2 separate regions of the Callithrix jacchus genome follow, and region 1 is linked to region 2. A link is a contact called in public Hi-C data. All regions are on one chromosome and are shown on one strand. Each heading gives the region's core, a stretch centred on a gene start, on an enhancer-like site or on the middle of the called end of the contact. The rest is flanking DNA. Distances are from core to core; before and after follow the strand shown. Region 1 holds the start of MTRFR (mitochondrial translation release factor in rescue). Region 2 holds the start of ABCB9 (ATP binding cassette subfamily B member 9).

Region 1 (5,193 bases), core at 385-2,884, 260 kb before region 2:
ATTGTGATGTCAAAGAAAAAAGGCCGACTTCCCAGGAGGCTCATGCTGAAAGATAAAACCATTTTCAGTGAAGCAAGTCCTAGTTTAAACAAATATCTTCTGGAATTATGTCATAGAATAAAAAGACAGGAAATACCAAATTCGCAGTTTAAAAATTGACAGGTGCAGTGGCTCATGCCTGTAATCCCAGCACTTTGGGAGGCTGAGGCAGGATGCTGACTTGAGGTCAGGAGTTCGAGACCAGACTGTGCAACGTGGCAAAACCCCATCTTTACTAAAAATACAAAAAAGTAGCCGTGTGTGGTGGCAGGCACTTGTAGTCCCAGCTACTCGGGAGGCTGAGGCAGCAGAATCGCTTGAACCCAGGAAGCAGAGGTTAAAGTGAGTTGAGATCGCACCATTGCAGTCCAGCCTGGGTGACAGAGGGAGCCTCTGTCCCCCTGCCACACAAAAAAAGTAAAAAATAAAAATAGGGCTGGGCGAAGTGGCTCATGCCTGTAATCTCAGCACTTTGGGGAGGACGAGGCGGGCAGATCACAAGGTCAAGATATCGAGACCATCCTGGCCAACATGATGAAACCTCGTCTCTACTAAAATACAAAAATTAGTTGGGCGTCGTAGCATGCGCCTGTAGTCCCAGATACTTGGGAGACTGAGGCAGGAGAATCGCTTGAATTCGGGAGGTGGAAGTTGCAGTGAGCCGAGATTGTGCCATTGCACTCCAGCCTGGCGACAGAGCAAGACTGTCTCAAAATAAATAAATAATAAATAAAATAAAATAAAATAAAAATAATTGATAAGTATACCTAGGAAGCTCCAAGGAGATGGAACGCCTCCTGGCAGATCCGTTATTCCAAGGGCAAATCCATTTCCTGTGTCGTGGAGGACTAAGTGATAGTCCCAGGGAAGTCCCTTTACTGTGAGCCAGGACTCCTGGAGGGAAATCTAGGACCTTAAAGGTTAACTAGCATGAAGAACGTGGCCTGCACAGTGCGCATGAAATGAGCTGGAAACCCATGGGAAGGAGAGCGGGTTCCTTGCAGTCCTTTAGAAGTAGGACGCGGTGGCTCATGTCTGTGATTCCACCAGAGCTTTGGGAGGCTGAGGAAGGAGGATCGCTTGAGGTCAGGAGTACGAGACCAGACTGGGCAACATGGTGAGACCCTCCCCATCTCTTAAAAAAAAAAATCTCCACAAAAGCCCAGCAAGGGCAGTGCTGACCCCTACTATGTGCCAGGCCTTAAAGAGCACCTGATGCGTGCTCACAGCTCCATTCCGCTCAATTAAGTACGTGAAGATCTTTCCGTTTCGCCTTGGGCCTCCGTGGCACCGTTTTCTCCAAGACGGTAGTCTCTCTTCTCCTCTGCCCTGAGTGCTTGAACAGCCCCAGAGCCGACCCCACCCCACAGACAGAGGGGCCTCAGGTTAACTGGCTGCGCCACTCGGGGTCGCAAGCCAGGAAAAACCAAGCGTCCCGGCTCCCAGTCCTCTCTCCGGAGCCCTTGACAGGCGTGGGCAGCCGTAAGGTTACCTGTTACCTAGCTTCTTCGCGGAAGCTTACCTGGTCTCAGGACCCGACTCCTTCACTCAACGTTTTAGGGGAACCGAATCACCGCAGCAGAGGACTGTCAATCGCGTTCCCTGAGCTGCGCACGCGCTCTACTCTGGTCGCGGTTTCCCTCATCTGCCAGAGGCTCAAGTTTACTAACTGCGCATGCGAGAAACTGAGGCTTCTTTCCCGCGTGGCAGCGGCAAGCTCTCAGAGAGCCAATCAGAGAAGAGACCTTAACAGCAATACCTCCCCCTCGTCACGCCCCTGGGGTTGGACATCTCTCTTTGGCTGGAGCTGAGCGAGAAGGAAGGGCGAGGTGGACGCGCGCGCCAAGCTCGGCCGTCTCCCCCTACTTCCGGGCAGCCAATCACTGGGGAGACGCCGGACGCGCGCACGCTCCTTCGAGTTTAACGGTCGCGAGAGGCCGCGGGCCTGACTCTGACATTTGCAGCGGGAGTGGCTGCCAGGTAAGAGGCCGCCGGCCTGCAGGAAGTGGTAGACCGCGGGGGACAGGGGACGAGACTTAGGAGACACCGTCTTAGCGGTCCCGAGTGTGGTGATGGGCTGAGGTGTGCGGAGACGACGGAACCCTGCAGCGTGCGGAAGCTCTGGTCCTCTGCGGTGCACCTTTTCTAGACTCTGCGCCCTTGAGTGACACTCGCGCGGCCCAATCGCAGAGCGCCCTTTCCGAGGGGCGGGGGTGTCGGTGGGATTTTTCTTTTCCCCCTATTTTTTGACGAGATGTCCCGGCTTCCTCTTGGAATCCCTATTGTAGTTGCATGAGCGGTGGCTTTTCCCCGTCTTCCCTGCTTTCCGTAGCTTAGGCGACTGCATGGATTCTCCCTCTCCTTCTCACTTTGACCGGATAGCCGCCCCCAACCCTCGCGGGCTGGATCTGAGTGCCAGTGTCCAGGATCTTTCCTCACCCCCATCTCAGATCTCCTCCCGGCGAGGCACAGCGCCCAGTTAACTTTCATGTTTCATGGCCACCAATCGTTCCTTTTCTTCAACTCCTTTTTTTTTTTTTTTTTGCTAGGGGCTGGGGACACCAAAAGCGTCATATTTTGTTGCTGGGAAATATAAAAATGTCTCTGTTCTTATTATTCATTCTGTATCAAGTTAAAAAAAATTTTTTTTTTGGCATTGTATATGTGGGTGTTTAAGGATTTTTTTTTCCTCTTAATTCCCTGCCCTCCCCCAGCACCTCCACCCCAGTGGAGAAGCCTCCTTGAATTTCTAGTGGTTTTCCATCTGGATCTGCATCCGGATCCGGATTACCTCAACAGGGGAAATAATAGATGGGGTTGCAGGTCCATCTCCCTGGAAAGCCGTGGTTTCCTGGTATAACAGCATGGTGATTGGAATCCAGATATTTCTGTTGCCATTTGGAAGGCGGTCCTTGACTATTTCAATGCCCCGTTTGTCGTGGGTGATGGGCTGAGCCAACTGGGGAAAAGTCCATTTAGTTAGGTCCGGTTACCCTTTGCTTTCACTCCTGTCGCTGAAGGAAATGGTCCCTGTTTTAGTGTAGTGCTTTATAAACGCAGGCCCTATCTAGCGGAGGCAGAATACTAGACAATACTATTGTCTAGTATTAGACAATACTTAGAGCCTGTTGCTCTAAGCTTTTTAGTTTGTAAGCAGCTGAAGTTGTCTTTTCTTTTTTTTCTCTTGTTCCCTCGATTTTTTTTTTTTTTTTTTGAGACAGAGTTTCTCTCTTGTTGCCCAGGCTGGAGTGCAGTGGTGCGATCTCAGCTCACCACAACCTCTGCCTCCTGGGTTGAAGCGATTCTCCTGCCTCAACCTCCCAAGTAGCTGGGATTACAGGCATGTGCCACCACGCCCTGATAATTTTGTATTTTTAGTAGAGATTGGGTTTCTCCATGTTGGTCAGGCTGGTCTCGAACTCCTGACCTCAGGTGATCTGCCCACCTCAGCCTCCCAAAGTACTGGGATTACAGGCTTGAGCCACTGCGCCCGGCTAATTTTTATATTTTTATTAGAGACAGGTTTCGCCATGTTGGCCAGACTGATCTCAAACTCCTGACCTCAGGTGATCTGCCCACCTCAGCCTCCCAAAGTGCTGGGATTATAGGCGTAAGCCACCGTGCCTGGCTCCTTGCTCTTTTTTTAAATGCATGAACTCCCCGGGAAGCAGGCATCTTGTTTGGCTTGTTACAGCCAATTTGACATGATATATGTTCAGCTTAAGTGAAGTTTTAGTTGATCTGGAAAATAATTTATTTCCTGTATTTCCTTTTTTTTTTTTTAAGAGATGGGGTCTCGCTCTGTTGCCCAAGCTGGAGTGCAGTGGCAGGATCATAGCTCGCTGCAGCCTTGGACTGGGCTCAAGTGATCCTCCCACCTCAGCCTCCAGAGTAGCTGGGACATGCTCCCGGTAGCTGCAGGCAGGCTCCACTGTCCCCAGCTGGTTTAGTTTCTAAGAATACCTGCACAGAGACAAAAGATCATATAGTTCAAAATGTACTTTCAGACAATAGGGGAGGCTATGGTTGTCAATCGTTTAATTGGCTCTTTTGAATACAAATCAAATATTAAGTAGTTCAGTTCTTCTTGTCTCTGTATATGTCAACAAACACATATACTTGGTAGAATTTATTAAACAAATGGACAAGGCATGCAAGTATTCCATTTGTTGCATAACAGAATTGTATCTAGAACCTTCATTGTAAAGCCTGGCAAAATGGTTTGTACTGTAATCCCAGCTGCTCGGAAGGCTGAACACTTGAGGCCAGGAGTTGTAGACCAGCCGCGGCAACATAGCGAGATGCAGTTTCTAAAAAAAGAAAAAGGAAAAATAAAAAAAGAACCTTGATTATTAAATGTACAAAATTCTGAAATATTACCTGAAAAAGGTGATGCTGGTTTTGCAAATAATCCTTAATGTAGATTTTTAGTTGAGATACATAATTCACATACCACAAAATTCAGCATTTTTTTTTTGAAACAGAGTTTCATCTTGTTGCCCAGGCTGGAGTACAGTGACGCAATCTCAGCTCACTGCAACCTCTGCCTCCTGGGTTCTCGTGATTCTTCTGCCTCACCCTCCCAAGTAGCTGGGATTACAGGCATGCGCCACCATGCCTGGCTAATTTTGTATACTTAGTAGGGACAGGGTTTCTCCATGTTGGTCGGGCTGGTTCTAAACTCCCGACCTCAGGTGATCTGTCCCCTCTTGGCCTCCCAAAGTGCTGGGATTATAGGCATGAGCCACCGAACCTGGCCAAATTCAGCTTTTTAAAAGTGTACAGTTCAGTGGGTTTTAGTTCACAAGGTTTTGCAGCTATCACCAATATCTAATTCCAGAACTTTTTATCACCCCAAAAAGAAACTCTATACCAATTGCCGTCACTCCCATTTTGTCCTTACCCCAGCTCCTGGCAGCCATTTGTCTATGAATTTGCCTATTCAAGATAGTTCATATCGATGAAATCATACAGTCTCTGGTCTTTTGTGACCAGCTTCTTTTACTTCGCATAGTATCTTCAGTGTTCATCTATGTTGTAGCATGTGTCAGTGAGTCATTCCTTTTTTGACTGAATCCTATTCCACAGATATGCTTCATTTATCCATTTATCTATTGATGGACATTTGGGTGGTTTCTACATTTCAATTATTAT
Region 2 (5,392 bases), core at 2,339-4,838:
TTTCATCACCTGTGCCATGGGGATGAGGCTCTCGCTTCTCAGGGTTGTTGTGATTACCAAAGGAAGTAAGGTGAGGAACAGGGGAGGCCAACTCCTGCGCTCCACACTCATGCCTGGAACCTCTCCCCAGACTCCACAAGTGTCCACAGGGCTGGCTCCCAGAGCACACAGATGGGTCCTGAGGCCCAGAGAGGGGAAGGCCAGTGAGAGCCAAGTTGGGGCCACAGAGCCAACTTCAGGCTCTCCTGTACTTCCTTTCACCTGATGAGCCACCAACATCTGTACGCCACTCAGAAGTGGCTCTGGGAACCTTTGTTCCCCAGCAGGAAGGCCAGGAGGGGCTGCTCTCTCTTGCTGGGCCCTGGGAGAAGAAGCCAGGCTGAGAATGGAAACTAAGTATTTCTTGGCAGATGCACCAATTCCCAGGGATGCAGGGTTAGTGTGCCCCCCACGGGGCCACCTCACAGCCTGGGCCCTGCACCAGCCAAACAGCCTCAGCAGTCTCAGCTGTCAGTGCGTAGAAGGCAATGAGGAGAGCACCCCTAGGCTGGGAGGGGGAGTTCATTCCACCCATGCCCCCAACAAAACACAGGCTCCATGAGGGGAAACTTCTGTCTGTCTCCCACAGGATCCCCTAGCCCGGGGTATCAGTGCTAGTAAGAATAGGAAACACTTTCCAAACACCACGTGTGGGTCCTGTGACAGGTACTCTACGCAGATTAACTCACTTGATCGTCACAGTGCCTTAAGAGAAGGGGTTACTGTTGCTCCTATTTTACAGATGAGGAAACTGAGTCACAGAGGTTAAACAACACGCAAGCCTCCCTTGCCCAGAATTTCTTGTTGGGTTTAGCCAATAGGGGAGCCCAGCAGAAAATCTGAAGGTAAGAGGAGAAATGGGACATTTCTTGCCCTCGCTGGAGTTTGGCATAGCTGTAGACCTCTGCCCAGAGCCACAGCTCCAGGTGGCAGCTGCTCCTTCCTGTTGCCAGCCCTGGGGGTGGGGCTTTGCCATTCCTTACTGGTCCCTTTAACTTGTGCATACCTGCCTCAGCGGTCCCTTCTTTAAGATCTTGGATCAGCCCTGTTTGAGTGTGCCAGCTCTCCTGCCCATGACACAAATACCCACTATTTGCTGGATGAGCACATGAAGGAAGGCGTGAAAGAAGGACGAAGACACCAGGCTCATAGCAGGTATTGAATGAATGAATGAATGAATGTGGATGTGCTTCTCCTGGCAGGTTGGTCCCACTGACCCTTTCAGCTGGTTCAGTTTTTGGAGGCAGAGATGGTGGCTGGAGAAACCCCAGTCTCCCACACCTAGGTTTTCTAGGCTACCATTCCCCAGTCCTGCCAGGTCTCGGGGTTAGGAACTCACCAGATACTGTCTCCAGACGCTGGAGAAGGCCCTTGAGGTCTGCGCCGGGGGATGCACTGTACTCAGCCACAGCCAGAAACTCAGGAGCCAGAGCTGCATCCTGGGGGCAGAACATACCAGCTGTGGGGCAGGCAGCCCGGCAGCCCTGGATGCTACCTCTTCCTTCCAGTACCTAGCCTTCAAGCACCCTGCCTGGCTGGTACCTGCAGTGAGTCGTACACCTCAGGCCGTGCCAGGCGGTAGGAACTTGCAATGAGGGCTTTCCTAGTGGCTGACTCCAGCCCCAGCCGCCGCCGCCGCTCCACCTCCTGCTCAAGCTGGGGTGGCACAGAGTTGTTATCAAGTGGGGCCTCCCATCCTCCTGAGGCCACTGTACAGATGAGGAAACGGAAGCCCAGGAATGCCAGACAGGGCCCAGCCTGGAAGCCAGGTCTAGCCTAAACTCCTGAATCTATCTGGGTTGACTGCAAGTTGCAGACTGTTAACTGAAGGGGACTTCTAGGAGACCCGTCCTGCTTCAGGCTGCCCCAACCTGAGCCTGGCTGGGATAAGAACCCCTGGGTGTACCTTAACCAGCTGGGCCCACACAGCGGAGGGAAACGGTCACGGCCAAGTTCTGTTCCCAAGGCTGCTGAGGACTCTGCTGGGAAGCTTCCCACCACTGACTCCAGGGAAAGGAGAAAGAGGGAGCAGAACAGCAGCCCTGGCACCAGTCTTCAGGGTACGTGGGAGTGTGAGGAGCCCAGGGGCCTGGAAGCCGTGGCTGGGATCGCATCTGCTCCTGCTGTAAAAGCTTGGGCAAGTGATCCCTCTTTAAGCCTCAGCTTCTCAATCCAAAATGAGGGTGGTGCCTGTGCTTATTTCAAAGAGCTCTTCGGAGGGGCATGACTAGGCAACTTAACATTTCCCCTTCTCTCCCGCTGCCAAGACCCAGGTGTGGAGGAGCGAGTGGGGACAGGAAGGAGGAAAGTGAGGGCCTAAGTGATCCTTCAGGGATCACGGACTGAGGCTAGAAGACCCTCAAGCTGCTAACAAATCTAACGAGGAAGTGCTGTGCAGGGGCAGCGGGCGGCACCTCTGCTAACAGCTGCTGGAAGTCCTTGGTGCTGACACAGCCTCGACTGCGCAGGATCTGGAAGCAGAAAGAACACTGAGCATGACTGTGTGAATAGGAAGCCCCTTCACTCTCTAAGCCTCAGTTTCCCCTGCTTAAAATGGGGGAGAGGATAAACTGCGGAACCTGCTTAAGCAGGGCAGGGCTCCGGGCTGGTATCGCTATGAGGCGGCGTGCTGAGCCCGGCCCTGTCCTAAGCACCCTTTCCTTCCTCACAACCTCACAGGGAAGTGAGAAAACTGAGGCACAGAGAGGCCGTCATTCTTGTATTTGAGCATGCGGTGCGCGCCGTGCGCAAAGCAAACGACCCTGGGGATGGACCTCCTTCCTCCACTGCTTCTCTGCCCACTGCTCGGGAGGGGCGACAGCGGCCACTCACCGGGCCGTAGTCCCGGCGCAGCTGCTGCTCGCCCCGAAAGCGCACGTGCAATCCATAGCGCGCCGCGTACAGGTTCTCCGTGTAGAAACAGGCGCAGCGGCAGAAGCGCCGCGGAGCCCCCGCCGTCGCCATAGCGAAGCGTCCGCGGCCCGGCTGGCTGCTTTAGGGGCACTTCCGGGCACGCCTCCAACCGCGGGAAGCGCGGAACCGGAGGCCAAGGGGCCGCTCTATGTTCCAAAGGGCGGAAAAGAACGAAGGCGCACCTCGCCAGGAAACAGTCTGCGGAGAGAGATGCTCCCGAGGCGGGGTGGGAGCGGCGGGCTCCTGGTTCAGCCTCCCAGTTTTCCCACCACGAGGCAGGGACTAATGGCCCCACTTTACAGACAGCTGAAATGGGTCACGCCTTCACAGGACGGGAAGAAGGAGGGACTCGGAACCCCAAGGTCTTTGACCTAAATGCCGGCCCCTCTTCTGCTCGGAGGTCGTGGAGAAGCAGCCTCCACGAGAAAAGCTGAGACAGTTTAAGGAGCTCAGAAGTCCCGCCGCTGCTTCAACCTTCCAGCCCTGTGCGTTTGAGTTTGGGTGTAGCATTTACCCCGGGTCCCTGCCTGACACTTCCGGTCCCTCCGCCACAGTCTCTTGGTTTACCTCAGATTGCCCCTTGGGTGTCTCCGCTAAAATGCCCCAACTCGCGCTACTTCCGGTGGTGGTCCCTTAGGACGCGGGTGGGCGGTGTCTCACTGCGGCCAACAAATGACAGCTCCTGCAGACCGAGCCTCCTCTCTCCCCGGAACTTTGCTCAAGGATAGACCACCCACCGTATCTCCTTGCATCCCAGCAGCGGCAAACCTTTGAGCTAGGTACTATTATATTTCCCCACCATGTTACAGATGGGGAAACTGAGACCCAGAGAGGTACAGGGACCCGCCGCAGGCCACACATCCACAAAGGGACAAATAATAGGGTTTGAACCGAACAGTCTGCCCTCTTGAGTTCCTCACCACGGGGCTCTGGGAGTGGTGGGATTATGTGCGATTTGGGGTTTTGTTGCGCTTGTTGGCATTTTCTCACTGACTCTTCTGGAATCCAGGTGGGCCTCCTGAAGCTACGAGGCTTCCCCAAGAAGGAGATTCACCTGTCATCGACCTCAGGGGCCAGCTCCCCAGCCCAGACTGCCCCTGAGAAGGTGTTTAAAGTTTTACAGTCGTCTTGATTGCCCAGTGATGGTGATTGGCCCTGCTATCTAGGAAAGGATCCATTTCCCAGCTCAATATTCACAATTGAGGACACCACAATTGCCCTTTTTCCCCAGGAGGCCCAGGGCAGGTTATTTAGCTCCCCATCCAGCCACCAGGCAAGCCTGGCACGTACATCACCCCACCCTCACCTGCTCTCCCTTTGCAGCAGTTTGCAAGATGAGCGTATTCTGCTTATCAGTTTGTTTGTTTGTTTGTTTATTGAGATGGTGTTTCACCCAGCCTGGAGTACAGTGGCGAAATCTCACCTCAAGGCAACCTCTGTCTCCCGGGTTCAAGACATTCCCCTGCCTCAGCCTCCTGAGTAGCTGGGATTACAGGCATATGCCACCACACCCAGCTAATTTTTGTATTTTTAGTGGAGACTGGGTTTCTCCGTGTTGGCCAGGCTGGTCTAGAACTGAAACCACCGAGCCCAGCCTGCTTCTCAGTTTAGATTGGCCCCCCATGGACCCCCTCCTCCTTGCAGACATGCTAGGATCAGTCACCAAAGGGAGCAGCAGCAAGAAGAATATTTACCAGCAAGCACTGGATCAACGTGTGCTGCCAGTCAGCACTGATATATATCTTTGTTGACTGTTTACGATACTATTATTCCATTTTACAGACAAGGAAACTGAGGCTCAGTGGTTACAGGAACCTATCTAGAGTCATAAACCTAGTGAGTAGGAGAACCAGAATTAGAACGCTCCAGAATTAAGAGTATCCTCATTCCAGAGTGGTATGTATATGCCACTGCACTTCAGCCTGGAGACAGAGTGAGACTGCCATCGCAAATGTAATAGTAATAATAAAACTTCTGTAAACATCTGTGAACAGGTGTTTCTATAGACAAATTCTCACTTCCTCTGGATAAATATCAAGGAGTGTGATTGCCTGACCATGTAGTAAGAGCAAACTGCCTTCCTGCTTAGCGGCACGGTTTTGCATTCCCAGCAGCAATGAATGAGAGTTCCCGTTCCACATCGTGGACAGCATTTGGTGTTGTCAGTGTTCCAGATTTCAGCTATTCTAGTATGAGTGTATTGACATCACATTGCTGTTTTAATTTGCAGTTCTTTGATGGCATGTGGCATGGAGTGTTTTTTCTTTCTTTCTTTCTTTTTTGAGACAGTGTCTCTATCACCCAGGAGTTCAGTGGTATGATCACAGCTCACTGCAGCCTCAACATCCCAGGTTCAAGCAGTCCTCCCACCTCAGCCTCAGCCTCCTGAATAGCTGGGACTACAGGCATGGGCCATCACACCCAGCTAATTTTTTTAACT

Evidence for each region. Hi-C and Micro-C count contacts between places; a contact is called where the count stands out from the background.
Region 1: a Hi-C map of skeletal muscle shows a contact between it and region 2, with 4 times the contacts expected there. The contact joins the promoter of MTRFR here to the promoter of ABCB9 in region 2. A contact is called at or near these places in 2 of 3 Hi-C or Micro-C datasets (both in skeletal muscle).

Annotation. Positions count from the first base shown.
Region 1 is chr9:126,413,643-126,418,835 of calJac240_pri, reverse strand. MTRFR (mitochondrial translation release factor in rescue) reads right to left here and starts at 1,634. Exons shown (of 4, transcript XM_078337623.1): 1 at 1,562-1,634. It overlaps MPHOSPH9 (M-phase phosphoprotein 9), which reads left to right and starts at 1,956. Exons shown (of 22, transcript XR_013522204.1): 1 at 1,956-2,019.
Region 2 is chr9:126,151,214-126,156,605 of calJac240_pri, reverse strand. It overlaps ABCB9 (ATP binding cassette subfamily B member 9), which reads left to right and starts at 3,588. Exons shown (of 12, transcript XM_035258042.3): 1 at 3,588-3,731. OGFOD2 (2-oxoglutarate and iron dependent oxygenase domain containing 2) reads right to left here and starts at 3,053. Exons shown (of 7, transcript XM_078337614.1): 1 at 2,872-3,053; 2 at 2,454-2,510; 3 at 1,582-1,748; 4 at 1,379-1,478.